Linked DNA regions of Zea mays: region 1 is linked to region 2. The links are chromatin contacts, called in public Hi-C maps. All regions are on one chromosome and are shown on one strand. The core of a region is the stretch at or near the end of the contact, and the rest is flanking DNA. Distances in the headings are between cores, read along the strand shown.

Region 1 (6,425 bases), core at 1,978-4,477, 540 kb after region 2:
AACTTCAAATAATACCATCAGTCAAAGGTATGTCTGATTTGCGATTAGCTTTCTTGATGGTATTCCTTGTAATTTTATCCAACAGGGCTTTCAATGAGGAGAAAATTATTGATATGACAATCGTGGCAAGACTTGGCATGGTTGCCATCCAATGTCATTTATTCTGAACCTGTCCAAATTGTCTTGGCCTTGACCAAAGTTTGGCACAACTACTAGGGGACACAAACCAAACAGAGCCTTGGCAAAGGTTCGATTGATTTATTACAAAAACTGAAGTTTATCAAATCATGAATGACCTTAAATACCCATTGACATACTTGCTTAATTCCTTGTAAAACATTATTTTAAAAAGGCAGGTATGCAGGCCATTGATTTCAGCTACCAATTATGAATAATTTTGGGAAAGATAATGCCTAAGAATCCGTTTGGCTGGTATTTTGCCGGCCGTTGCTGCAGCGTTTTTCACAGTAATTTGTGTCATAGAATCAGAAAAGCTGCAGCCTCCGTTCGGCTGCTAATAATAGCTTCCGAACGGATTGTAAAAGGCATGCATTGATGTGGTTTAAAAGGCATGTGTGCTATGATATCAGCACACGTTTCATTATGGCACTTTAGGCATGTTTGGTTCGTTACCTCAATTGCCACACTTTGCCTAACTTTTCTGCCTAAGGTTAGTTATTCAATTCGGACGACTAACCTTAGGCAAAGTGTGGCACATTTAGCCACAAACCAAACATGCCCTTTGTCTAGCAATATCTATTAAAATATATCATCTGAAGTGTTCACTTAAACGCATGTTAAGACCACCTCGACAACTAGGGATGAACACGGAAATTGAAGATCCCATTTACCAGGAATCATTTCTGAAAAAAAAAGGTAACATCATTTATGACCATTTCCAAAGTTTTGATTATCTAATTTCTATAAGCACCATTTTGATAGTCTCTAAATAGTTTCAACTGTAAATATGGTGAGTTCCCAATGGACTGAGGATCATTTCCATACAAGACATGGTTACCGACCATTTTCAGCCAAATACACAAGGTGTACATGATTATGTTAAGACACTTATGTCTATCATTCAGACGATATGGACCTGCAACTAGGACAATTTGTCCAATGATCAGTCAATATTAATCATGTTATAGGTAAACATCAGTCTAGCGTGATGAATCTAGTAGCACCAATCTTGTGATGTCAATCTATTTGATTTTTTTCTGCTCATAACAAAGCTACTCCCTCCATTCCAAACTATGACATGTTGGTTTTCTGGGTACATATTTCTGCTATGCACTTAGATGTACACTGTTTAGACTAGATGAATGGTAAAAACAATGTATCTAGAAAAATCAAAATGTCTTATAGTTTGGAACCGAGAAGTAAAACAGAACGCCACAAGTACTCTATTTGTAATAGAGAACATAGGATCAATATGGCAAATCAAACCACAAAGAAACTGAGAAAATAAGTAGGCGCTCTAGATACAAGTTTTAGCTTACAAAACAAAATATGACAGTGCACACCTAGCTGTAAACTTAGGATAGACCACTGCATGGGTCATTGATCAAATCACTACAAGCAGCTAAATACCTAGATTTCAATAGTAACCAATGTTAATAACTTAGCATACATAACTAGAAACATATGTGCGTGCAGAGACTTGCAAGAGGTGAGCAGATTATTTCTACAGTTAACATAATCTTTACAACAGAAGATCAAATTAAGTTATTAATTAATAACAAGCAGTCAGCTATAAGATAAACCTTGGAGACACCCTTCCCCAAATAGTCAGAGCCACCATCCCTCAACTCCAGAGCTTCATATACACCTGTAAACAGGACAACATCACTATCAGCTACTGCAAGACATAAGATAGACCTTAAGGATTAGAGGATATGCTCAAAACATGGAAAGATGTAAAGCAAAAGCAAATGAGTAACCTGAACACTACTAATATTATTCCAAAATAACCCACCAGTTGATGCTCCACTGGGAACAGCTGCCCTTGCAAAGGTTCCATCTGAGCAAAACACGTCGACCTGGGGCATAAATACAATGATAAAACTAATAATATTAGCTATCCAGCTTACAGATTTAACCAAAATTGTCCAACACGTTTCATTTTGGCACAACAATGGAAGAAAACTGAATCAATTATACAATAAATTGGCAAATTTTAATGCAGTTTTTTAGTCAAAAGCATGGACCATAACTACCCAGAAAGAAAGAATCATTTCGAACTGACAGTAAAGATAACATAATCTGCTGTATCTCGCAAACAGGTGACAAGTGGGGACAGAATACCGTACCAGAGACCAACCAAGTTCAGTAACATCATTCATCCTTACTGCTCCCTCTGCCCCGTCCCAAAATAGTGGTCATTACGGTATTCGTGCCAGTAAAAATTTCTTAAATTTCACTAGATCTGTAGAAAATATTAGCAATATTTGTATCTCCAAATAAGTTTATTTATGAAAATAGATTAAGACCTATCTAATGATACCAATTATATACTATAAATATTATTTTTTATTTTTTTATAAATTTGGTCGAAGTTAATTGGAAAGAATGTTTGAAAATGACTAATATTTTAGCAGAGAGAGAGTACTTCGATACGAAACCGAAGAGACTACAATACACATCGCCCAGTTCCACGGATCTACATCCTACCCACCACGTAAAACCCTCAAACCCTCAACATTTAAACGGTCTAAAATTTGTCCACTTTTAATTTAAAAAATATTCCAGAAACCCAAATCCTGTAGCGAGATCAGCCAGCCGCGCAATATGACAACACCGTGGCGAGATGGACCAATCCGATCCGACCAGATAGAAGTAGATACGGGGTGGATAAGCCAGCAGGTCCGCACCTCGACTGTAGGGTTGCCGCGGCTGTCAAAGATCTGGCGCGCCTTCACGGATTGGATCGTCGCCGCCATCGCCGAATCTTCAGAAAAAACTAGTCCGCGGAAGGAAGATGGCTTTGGGAGAGAGGGCTTTAGGGCAGACCGCCGTTTTTTATAGACTGGCGCCCTAAAGTGGGACCTACCGAACGAGGTGTGGACATTCGGGTTAAAAAAAAATTAGGTCAGGTAACTCAATTTTGCAAAATTTGAGTTTTGAAAGTAGATATATGATGAATTGTATCCAAAATAAGTATCTAAAAATTTGGGTACCGGAAAATTGGATTCGGATTCGGATAATCCTGAATTAACCGATTAGAGTTAGTGCAATACTCACTAGTACTCACTAGGTCAATTAAATAAAGAAATGCTATGTAAGAAGATACATACCTAACGCTCTGTTACTCTTGGGGCCTTTAGTCCAACATATGTACTACTTATTAAGACACTAAGGATAGTCTATCATTTCGTGTTCTGTCATTCTTATTCCCTCCTTTCGCGTTCTACCATTCTCATTCTCCTCTCCGTACAGTCCATTCTTATATTCTGCCACTATTTTTTGTTCTGTCATTCTCATTCCTTGTTGCATTTCTCATTCTCCCGTCCCCGCAAAACTCATTCTCATTTCCATATACATTCCACGCCTAGCTAAAATTAAATTAAAAAACATAAATGGCCCTAAGGGGATTCGAACTCGAGACCACTTGGCTACCACTACACTACATGTGTGTTTATATCTACATCTATTATAATAAAAACATCTACTACATCTCTCACGAAGCCCACCTGCTACCATTGCACATGTGTAGCAATAGATAAGTATCACCGAGATTCTTGACTTATATTTTTGGATGGAGGGAGTAGTATTTTAAGAAGAGCTTTGCATGCAATTCCTTTTGTTTGAATAATGTTTTCAACTTAAATTCTTTTTTTTGCATGTGTGACATTTTTCTCCGTAATATTTTTTCATGGATCTGACTTTGAGTCATTTTTATAAACCAACGTCAAAAATGAATCCATGTTTCTTACTTGGAAACCCCGAACAAACACCACTAGCAGGAGGCGCTCGCGTTGGCGTCGCTCATCGACGATGAGAAGAAGCTTGGCGACTGTCAGTTCGACCTCTCGAAGCAGTCCTACGTGGCCGTATGCGTCGCTATGTACGGCAACCTCCAGCGCAGCCGCCGCTTGAACACGGTCCAGAGCGGTTGCACCGTGCTTTCCATCGTCAAACAGGGGGACCTCATGGTCGTCGCCAACGCCGGCGACTCTCGTGTTGTTCTGGGCACCGCATCCGACGACGGCGCCATCACGCCGTCCAGCTCATCATCCACCTGAAGCCCGACCTGCCACGTAAGTCGCTACTCACCGGCCATGAATTCTTGTGCGCTGGGACGAGGGTCGTTGCTGACATTGTGTGAGTGTCCTCAAACAAGATGTATGTAGAGGAGTAGCACATCCGGTGGTGCAACGGCTAGGTGTACTACCTCACTAATGAGCACAGGGTGCACTTCGTTTGGCAGCCCAGCCAAGAGTCATCGGTACTCGCCATGTCGCGCGCGTTCGACGACTACTATATCAAGGATTGTGGTGTCATCTCGGCGCTGAAGGTGACGCAGAGGAGGACCGACAACAATGACCACTCTTTATCGTCGGGGTAGCTTTTGTGCCGGCATGTCTTTAATTCTCTTCGCAACACACACACTTGCCTTTTTATTTAAGCAAGCGTGTATGGTGGTGCATGTTTGATGACTAACGAGGAAACTTCTACCGGCAGGTGTGGCACGTGCTCTTCAATGATAAGACCATGCAAATCGTGGCATATATCGAAGTCTGCATGATACTGATGGTTGCAATGTAGTAGTGAAACAACTGAATTAAAATAACAAAATTTATGTATGACACATTTTGTATATAAGTTATCATGATATTATATGTTCCCGTTGCAACGCACGGGCACTCACCTATTATATATATTGCTGCCATTCCGTGTTCTGTCATTCCCATTCCCTCCTTCCCCGTTCTACCATTCTCATTCCCCTCCCCGCACAGTCCATTCTCATGTTCTGCCACTACTCTCTGTTCTATCATTCTCATTCCTTGTTGCCTTTTTCATTCTCCCATCCCCGCAAAGCCCATTCCCATATACATCGCACACCTAGCTAAAACTAAATTAAAAAACATAAATGGCCCTTAGGGGATTCAAACCCGAGGCCACTTAAGCAAATGTGCTCGTAGCTACCACTACACTACTGAAAGTCGCCTAAAGGGGGTGAATAGGCAAAACTGAAATTTACAAACTTAATCACACACTACAAGCCGAGTTAGCGTTAGAATTAAATACGAGTCCGAAAGAGAGGGCGAAAACAAATCACAAGCGAATAAGAGAGAATGACACGGTGATTTGTTTTACCGAGGATCGGTTCTTGCGAACCTACTCCCCGTTGAGGTGGTCACAAAGACCGGGTCTCTTTCAACCCTTTCCCTCTCTCAAACGGTCACCTAGACCGAGTGAGCCTTTCTCTTCAATCAAATGGGACACTAAGTCCACTACAAGGATCACCACAACTTGGTGTCTCTTGTTTTGATTACAAGTGAGTTGAACACAAGAAATAAGGAAGAAGAAAAGCAATCCAAGTGCAAGAGCTCAAATGAACACAAGTATCTCTCTCTCACTAGTCACTATTTGATTGGAATGATTTTTGGACTTGGGAGAGGATTTGATCTCTTGTTTATGTCTTGTATTGAATGTTATAGCTCTTGTATGAGGTGTGAAGGCTGAAAACTTGGATGCAATGAATGGTGGGTGGTTGGGGGTATTTATAGCCCCAACCACCAAAGGAGTCGTTGGTGGAGGCTGCTGTCGCATGGTGCACCGGACAGTCCGGTGCGCCACCGGACACTGTTCGGTGCGCCAGCCACGTCACCCGGCTGTTGGGTTCTGACCGTTGGAGCTTCTGACAGCTGGGCCACCGGACAGTCCGGTGCGCCTTCTGGCTCTGCTCTGACTTCTGCGCGCACTGTAGCGCATTAACTGCTCGTTGCAGACGACCGTTGGCGCTGTGTAGCCGTTACTCCGCTGGCACACCGGATAGTCCGGTGCTACACCGGATAGTCCGGTGCTACACCGGACAGTCCGGTGAATTATAGCGGAGCGGCTCCTAGAATTCCCGAAGGTGAGCAGTTCGGAGTTGGGTTCCCTGGTGCACCAGACAGTCCGGTGCGCCAGACCAGGGCACACTTCGGTTGTCTTTTGCTCTCTTTGTTTGAACCCTTTCTTGGTCTTTTTATTGGTTTATTGTGAACCTTTGGCACCTGTAAACTTATAGTCTAGAGCAAACTAGTTAGTCCAATTATTTGTGTTGGGCAAGTCAACCACCAAAATCAATTAGGAAAAGGTGTCAGCTTATTTCCCTTTTAATCTCACCTTTTTTGGTGATTGATGCCAACACAAACCAAAGCAAATGTATAAGTGCATAATTGAACTAGTTTGCATAATATAAGTGCAAATGTTACTTAGAA
Region 2 (6,065 bases), core at 2,619-5,118:
GTCGAGCTCGGTGAGAGGCAGTGGAAGAAGAAGAGGAAAAGGGGAAATCCGACTCGTCGAAGATGACGTAATGAGAGATGAGGACTCTATGTGAGGTGAGGTCGAGGCACCGGTACCCCTTATGGTTGGGGGAGTATCCGAAGAAGACACAGCGAGTGGAGCGGGGCGCTAACTTATGGGGAGTGGTGGAGGCGAGATTAGGGTAGCAAGCGCACCTGAAAACGCGAAGATGATCGTAGGAGGGGTGGATGTCGAAGAGAGCAAAGTAAGGAGTGGGGTGAGCAACCGCCTTGGTGGGCAGACGGTTGAGGAGGTAGGTGGCAGTGGTGAGGGCCTCAGCCCAGTAGGGAGCAGGAAGGGAGGCCTGAAAGAGCAGGGAGCGCAAGACATCGTTCGTAGTGCGAATCATGCGCTCAGCCCTGCCGTTCTGAGGAGACGTGTAGGGGCACGACATGCGAAGGTGGACACCGCGAGAGAGAAAAATGTCACGGGACACATTGTTGTAGAACTCACGCCCGTTGTCACATTGGATACTCCAGATGGTATCACCGAACTGAGTGGAGACCCAGGCAAAGAAGTGAGACAGGGTGGGAAAGGTGTCCGATTTCTGACGTAAGGGAGAAGTCCACAAGTAGTGCGAGAAGTCATCGAGAACGAGTAAATAATATTGATAGCCAGAAATGTTGATTGCAGGAGATGTCCATACATCACAGTGTATCAGGTCAAAAGTGCCTGCTGCCCTAGAGGAGGAGGTGGGGAACGGGAACCTAACATGGCGACCTAACTGACAAGCATGACATAGGTGCTCAAAAGATCCCCTACAACCAGAAATAGAGGTACTACTAGAGAGCTTGGATATCACATCACACCCAGGGTGGTCGAGACGACGATGGCAAGTCACGGAGGAGGCGGCCGCAGCAAGAACAGGCAGGGCAGAGGTCGATGTAGGAGAAGCAGGCAGGCGTAGCGTGTAGAGGGGCCCCTCCCCCCCTCCCTCTTTGTTGGGGGCCTTCTATGCCGAAGATCACTCGTTTAACCTTTTTACTTCGGCACAAGCTAGTATGTTTCAGTAATATCTCTACTGATGAACGAAGCAAACCTTCGAACGGGAAGGCGTGCAGAGAAGCTTCGCACATACGTGCGAGTGGAAGAATGTTAGCCAAAGCTGATAGCTTCGGCGACAGCATAGAGGTTTCGGGCGCGAGCCAAAGGAGAAGGCAACGAAGGCTTGAACCCGCGCAACCGAAGCTGAAGAAAATACGCTACTGCCCTAATGGCATTTGTAAACAGTGAAGGGCACAATTGTAATCCTATATTAGGTCGGTTCATCTCCACTATAAATAGATGAACAGTATCCCGCATAAAGTACCTTTAGCCAGGTGCTACAGCTTCATATAGCTCAGCCTCCGAAACACCTTCGTGCTATCTTGCATCAAGAAGCCGAAGGTATGATTGTAAACTTATATGAGAAGAGGAATAAAATATTAAGGCACAGGAGATGAGTTCTCATATCTTCGTCATACTTCGTGTATTCCATTCGATTATACTTTGTCTTCGTCCTTGAATCGTTATCCCGAAGATATGACAATTCAAGGACGAAGATCTCTACTTTTTAACATTGTGTTGCCTTGTTTTTGGTTCTATACAGCAATTGAAAACAAGTGACCAACACTCTTTTTACTCAGTTTTTTCTTGAAGAAAACAGATCGTATCACTTAGATGTTAGTATATGTGAAATTGTTAATTCCTATTACCCCCACACACACACCCCACAAGCTCCTTATGTTATGAAGGATCCATCCTCCAACATAAGAAAGATGCATCGGCAAACAATTTATATTTCAGATAAAATCTTTATGTAATAGTGCTAATGAATAAAAATTAAACTGCAGGTGCAAGCAACCATTCAATACCGCATAGTAAAATAATGTAAATAAATGTTCACAGATGAATAACAAAAAGGATCCTTTTTTGAGAGAAACCAGGATATGTAAATGTCATGAATAACTGTGGGCATTGCTGACAAAAAAAAAAGATAAGCTTGTAATTACTAACATCTATTGCAATCAGAGAAAGACGACCGGCATGATGGCATTTCTCGAGCTTAGACATGAACCTTTTACTTTTTGAGATCTTTTCAGGTGTCACATATAATATCTTTAGTTCTCCTTCTCCTTTATCAAGTGTCTTATAGATGAACTTCTCAACTTCCTTGTTGGTAGTTGAAGTTAGCATGTATGCTGGTATACCTAAAGCTGACAGTCCCATGACCTGGATTGATATAAATTTTTCAAGGATCAGAACAAGGATGTATAGGGAAACCAAAAAATATTTACACTTTAACCACCTGGTCCTGAATAAGGGAAAGTAAAGGACTGACAACCAGTGCAATTCCATCACGAAGTACAGCTGGGAGCTGGTAACATAGACTCTTCCCTCCACCAGCTGCCATTATGACCAGAACATCTCTTCCACTCATGACTGCATTAATTATCTATAAGCAGAATATGTTTAATGGGTGCAAAATGAGAGGAAACTGTACAAGAGGAAACTGTACAATACGAAGGGGGTGTTTGGTTCCCCTGACTAAAGTTTAGTATGTGTCACATCGAACGTTTGAATGTCAATTACGGATATTAAATATATCCTAATTATAAAACAAATTACAGAGATGAAGACTAAACGACGAGAAAAATTTATTAAACCTAATTAATCCATGACTAGCAAATGTTTACTATAGTGTCATATGAGCGAATCATGTACTAATTAGGTTTAATAGATTTCGTTTAGTCCTAACCTATGTAATTAGTTTTATAATTAGAATATATTTAATACTTCTAACTAGCATTTAAACATCCAACATGATAGAGACTAAAGTTTAGTCCCTGTATCCAAACAAGATCAAAACAGCGTTAAGAAGAAAATAACTGCAACCATTTGTTGTTCGCTAATGAAATTTATAGCAACTCCGAATGGTACTGATTAAAAAATAAAAACTTGCAATTTGAGTTTTCACCTGCAGTACTCAAGAGGAGTGAAAGAGTTTAAAATGTCAGACCAGTCTCCTATAAACTTACTTCTCGTTGATTTGATCGGTAGGAGGAAATGCCAAATATATTGAACCTGGTATCGTCAGCCTCCAGATCCCATGGGAAGCTCCCAGACCAATCTTCCGGAGCAACTGAAGATGTGTTAATTGTTGTATTTCTGGTCAATTTAGATGCTTCGAGCAAAGCCTTCAACTGTGCCTGGCGTTCATACAACTCCTCTTGGCGATCGAGTAATGTTTTAATTTGTCCTGTAAAGCATGAAGTTCAAATGTGTACATGACTAGTTCGGAAACTAGATGAAAGTTGTCATGGAAAAATTCATGTAATGCTATTATTATAATTGGTTGTGATGATACCTTGGATGTCGTGGAGTTGTGACTCCACGAGCAACAGTTCTCCCTCGATGTTTTCTTCGTCCTCCATGCCTCGGTTCTGTATAGACACAAGAAAAACAGTTCGATTGTTTTCTTCATCCTGAGCAACTATTGATGCCATCGTACCGAGTAATAGGGCCCTTCCCAATGCCAGCAAGCCAGCCAGCGGAGAGGCACAAATTTCCTCCCCATCCGCCGAAATTTATTCCCATACCCGCCCGGCGCAAGGACCCAGCCTAAATGTCAACTGCGAAAGCAAGGAGGAGAATTGGGAATTTGAACTCAGCTCTCACCTGGGGTAGAACTCAGCTTTCTGCTCGGTAGAGGCTGCCGGGGAGCCCGCCGTGCTTCTGAAATCGGAGACGGACGGGGTACCAAGATGAAATAGGGATGTGGTCCGGACACCCCCGTCGGGTCCACGCTACAGCCGCTGATGATCCCAATCCGAAATAGGAAGCGGAAAGCTTGCCTTGCGTCGGCTAATTCCATTAGTTTTGGGCTACACGAGTGCGAGTTCCAACTTGGTACCCTAAACCCTAAAATTTTCTTTCTCGCATGGTTACTCTAAATTCTTCTTCTATGTCTCATTATAATCATAAAATGTCATTTTACAACTCTATATATCATCCAACATTACTTTTTCACAACTAATAAATACCAGCGTGCACAGAATACGTTGAAAGGGGGCCTACACAGTTTATCCTGGTTGTGGCGTGCTATCGTGTGTAGAAGAGACAAAGGGATGGGATAGCGCCCAGCGATGCAGCTCAACGTTAAGGCTGTCTCTAGTAGCGTCCCCTAAATTTCGTCCCCTAAAGGAATATTCTTTGTCCTTTACAGCACACTCTAAAAGATTATGTTCTCTATATCTTCTGTGTCTCCAGCAACGTCCCCTAAATTCGGTCTCCTAAAGCTACAGTGTTAACAGAATTCCTTTTTCCATTTCTTTTTCTGTTTTCTTTGTTTTGTACCCATTTCATGCTATTCAAAGGATACTAAAAATATTGTATTCAATAATTTTAGAAATAATAATCTAAAAATAATGGTTGATTAATAATTTCGAATTGTACAAAATAAATAACATTCAATTTTATGTTGTGTGTCATTGTTGTCGAAAAAACATGTCACAGTATTTGAATCGTATGAAAAAAAATGTTAGAAATTGACATGCTTCCACCGTAAGCCACGACACTTCTTCAACAAGCTATCGACTAGCTTCGGCTGCACGACAAGAGCATGGCTTCTCTCCTAAGCCTATCCCTTCTATAAATAATCACTACTTCAACACTTCACTCACACTTCGCATACACTCCTCCACAACAATGAACCGGTTCGCAGATTCCAATATTTTTCTTAGGATGGCGCAAGACATGGAAGATGAAGAACATGAGCTCGAGGTTGCGACGTACCAACATCGTAGGCGTCGTGCACTTAACGAGCGTCGGTATGCTGGTTCCATTCCCGGTCGTGTTCGAATCCATCGTGACCATATCAGTGGTGATGCAAGAATCCGAGCCGACTACTTTTGCGCGCAACCGGTTTACACGGATGCACAATTCCGGAGGAGGTATGTTTTTTTGTACGCACATCTATTCAAGTCCATAGTACGTACTTCACACTTGTACTGACAAAATTTTGCAATATAGGTTTCGCATGCGTCGCTATGTGTTCGAGCGCCTCGTTCTTGCTGTGCAACAAGTGGATCCCTACTTCGTTCAGCGTCCAAACTGTGCCGGTGAGCTAGGTCTATCTGCCCTTCAGAAAGTTGTTGTTGTCGTACGTATCCTTGCATACGGTGTTCCTGCGGATGCCGTTGACGAATACGTACGCATTGGTGAATCTACGCCACATGAGACTTTGAAACACTTTTGCACCACCATCCAAACCGCTTTTGGGGGGTACTATCTCAGGAAACCTACTCCTGCTGATATCGCTAGGCTTCTCTAAGTTGGAGAGTCACGCGGTTTCCCTGGTATGCTTGGTAGTGTGGATTGCATGCATTGGGAGTGGCGTAACTGCCCAACTGCATGGAAGGGGATGTTTACCGGTCGCGGTAAACACCCTACAATGATCCTCGATGTTGTTGCCTCATATGACCTATGGATTTGGCATGCATACTTCGGCATGCCCGGTAGCTGTAACGACATCAATGTTCTTCAGCGTTCAAACCTGTTTGATTCGCATCTTACCGGTGATAGTCCACCAGTGACTTTTTCCGTCAATGGACACACGTACAACATGGGATATTACCTAGCAGATGGTATTTATCCCGACTGGCCAGTGTTTGTCAAGACAATCTGTCATTCGTATGATGTGAGGACCCAACACTTCGCCACTATTCAAGAGTCCGCTAGAAAAGACATTGAACGAACTTTTGGAGTACTACAGAAGCGATGGGTCGTAGTGCGTGGCCCTGCATATGGTTGGTCTCCACAACACATTGGAGATATAATGAAAACTTGCACCATCTTGCACAACATGATCGTAGAAGATGAAGGTCCTTCGTCTTTGAACACAAGCTTCGACAACATCGGAGTTTTGGCGGACACTACTCATGGTTCCATGTCAGAGCGCAATGAGTACATCAATAATAGGTACGACCAACTACATGATCCAGTGAAATATACTCAGTTGCAGGTTG

Evidence for each region. Hi-C and Micro-C count contacts between places; a contact is called where the count stands out from the background.
Region 1: a contact with region 2 is called in a Hi-C map of leaf, with 7 times the contacts expected there. The contact joins the promoter of LOC542316 here to the promoter of LOC100382802 in region 2. A contact is called at or near these places in 3 of 25 Hi-C or Micro-C datasets (ear, leaf and an unstated tissue).

The regions. Positions count from the first base shown.
Region 1 is chr1:127,130,382-127,136,806 of Zm-B73-REFERENCE-NAM-5.0, forward strand. LOC542316 (enolase 2) reads right to left here and starts at 3,228. Exons shown (of 18, transcript NM_001401213.1): 1 at 3,177-3,228; 2 at 2,871-3,045; 3 at 1,976-2,039; 4 at 1,764-1,828. The coding sequence starts at 2,939.
Region 2 is chr1:126,585,871-126,591,935 of Zm-B73-REFERENCE-NAM-5.0, forward strand. LOC100382802 (Mediator of RNA polymerase II transcription subunit 34) reads right to left here and starts at 3,869. Exons shown (of 21, transcript NM_001175504.1): 1 at 3,718-3,869; 2 at 3,407-3,482; 3 at 3,078-3,298; 4 at 2,348-2,494; 5 at 2,056-2,271. The coding sequence starts at 3,473.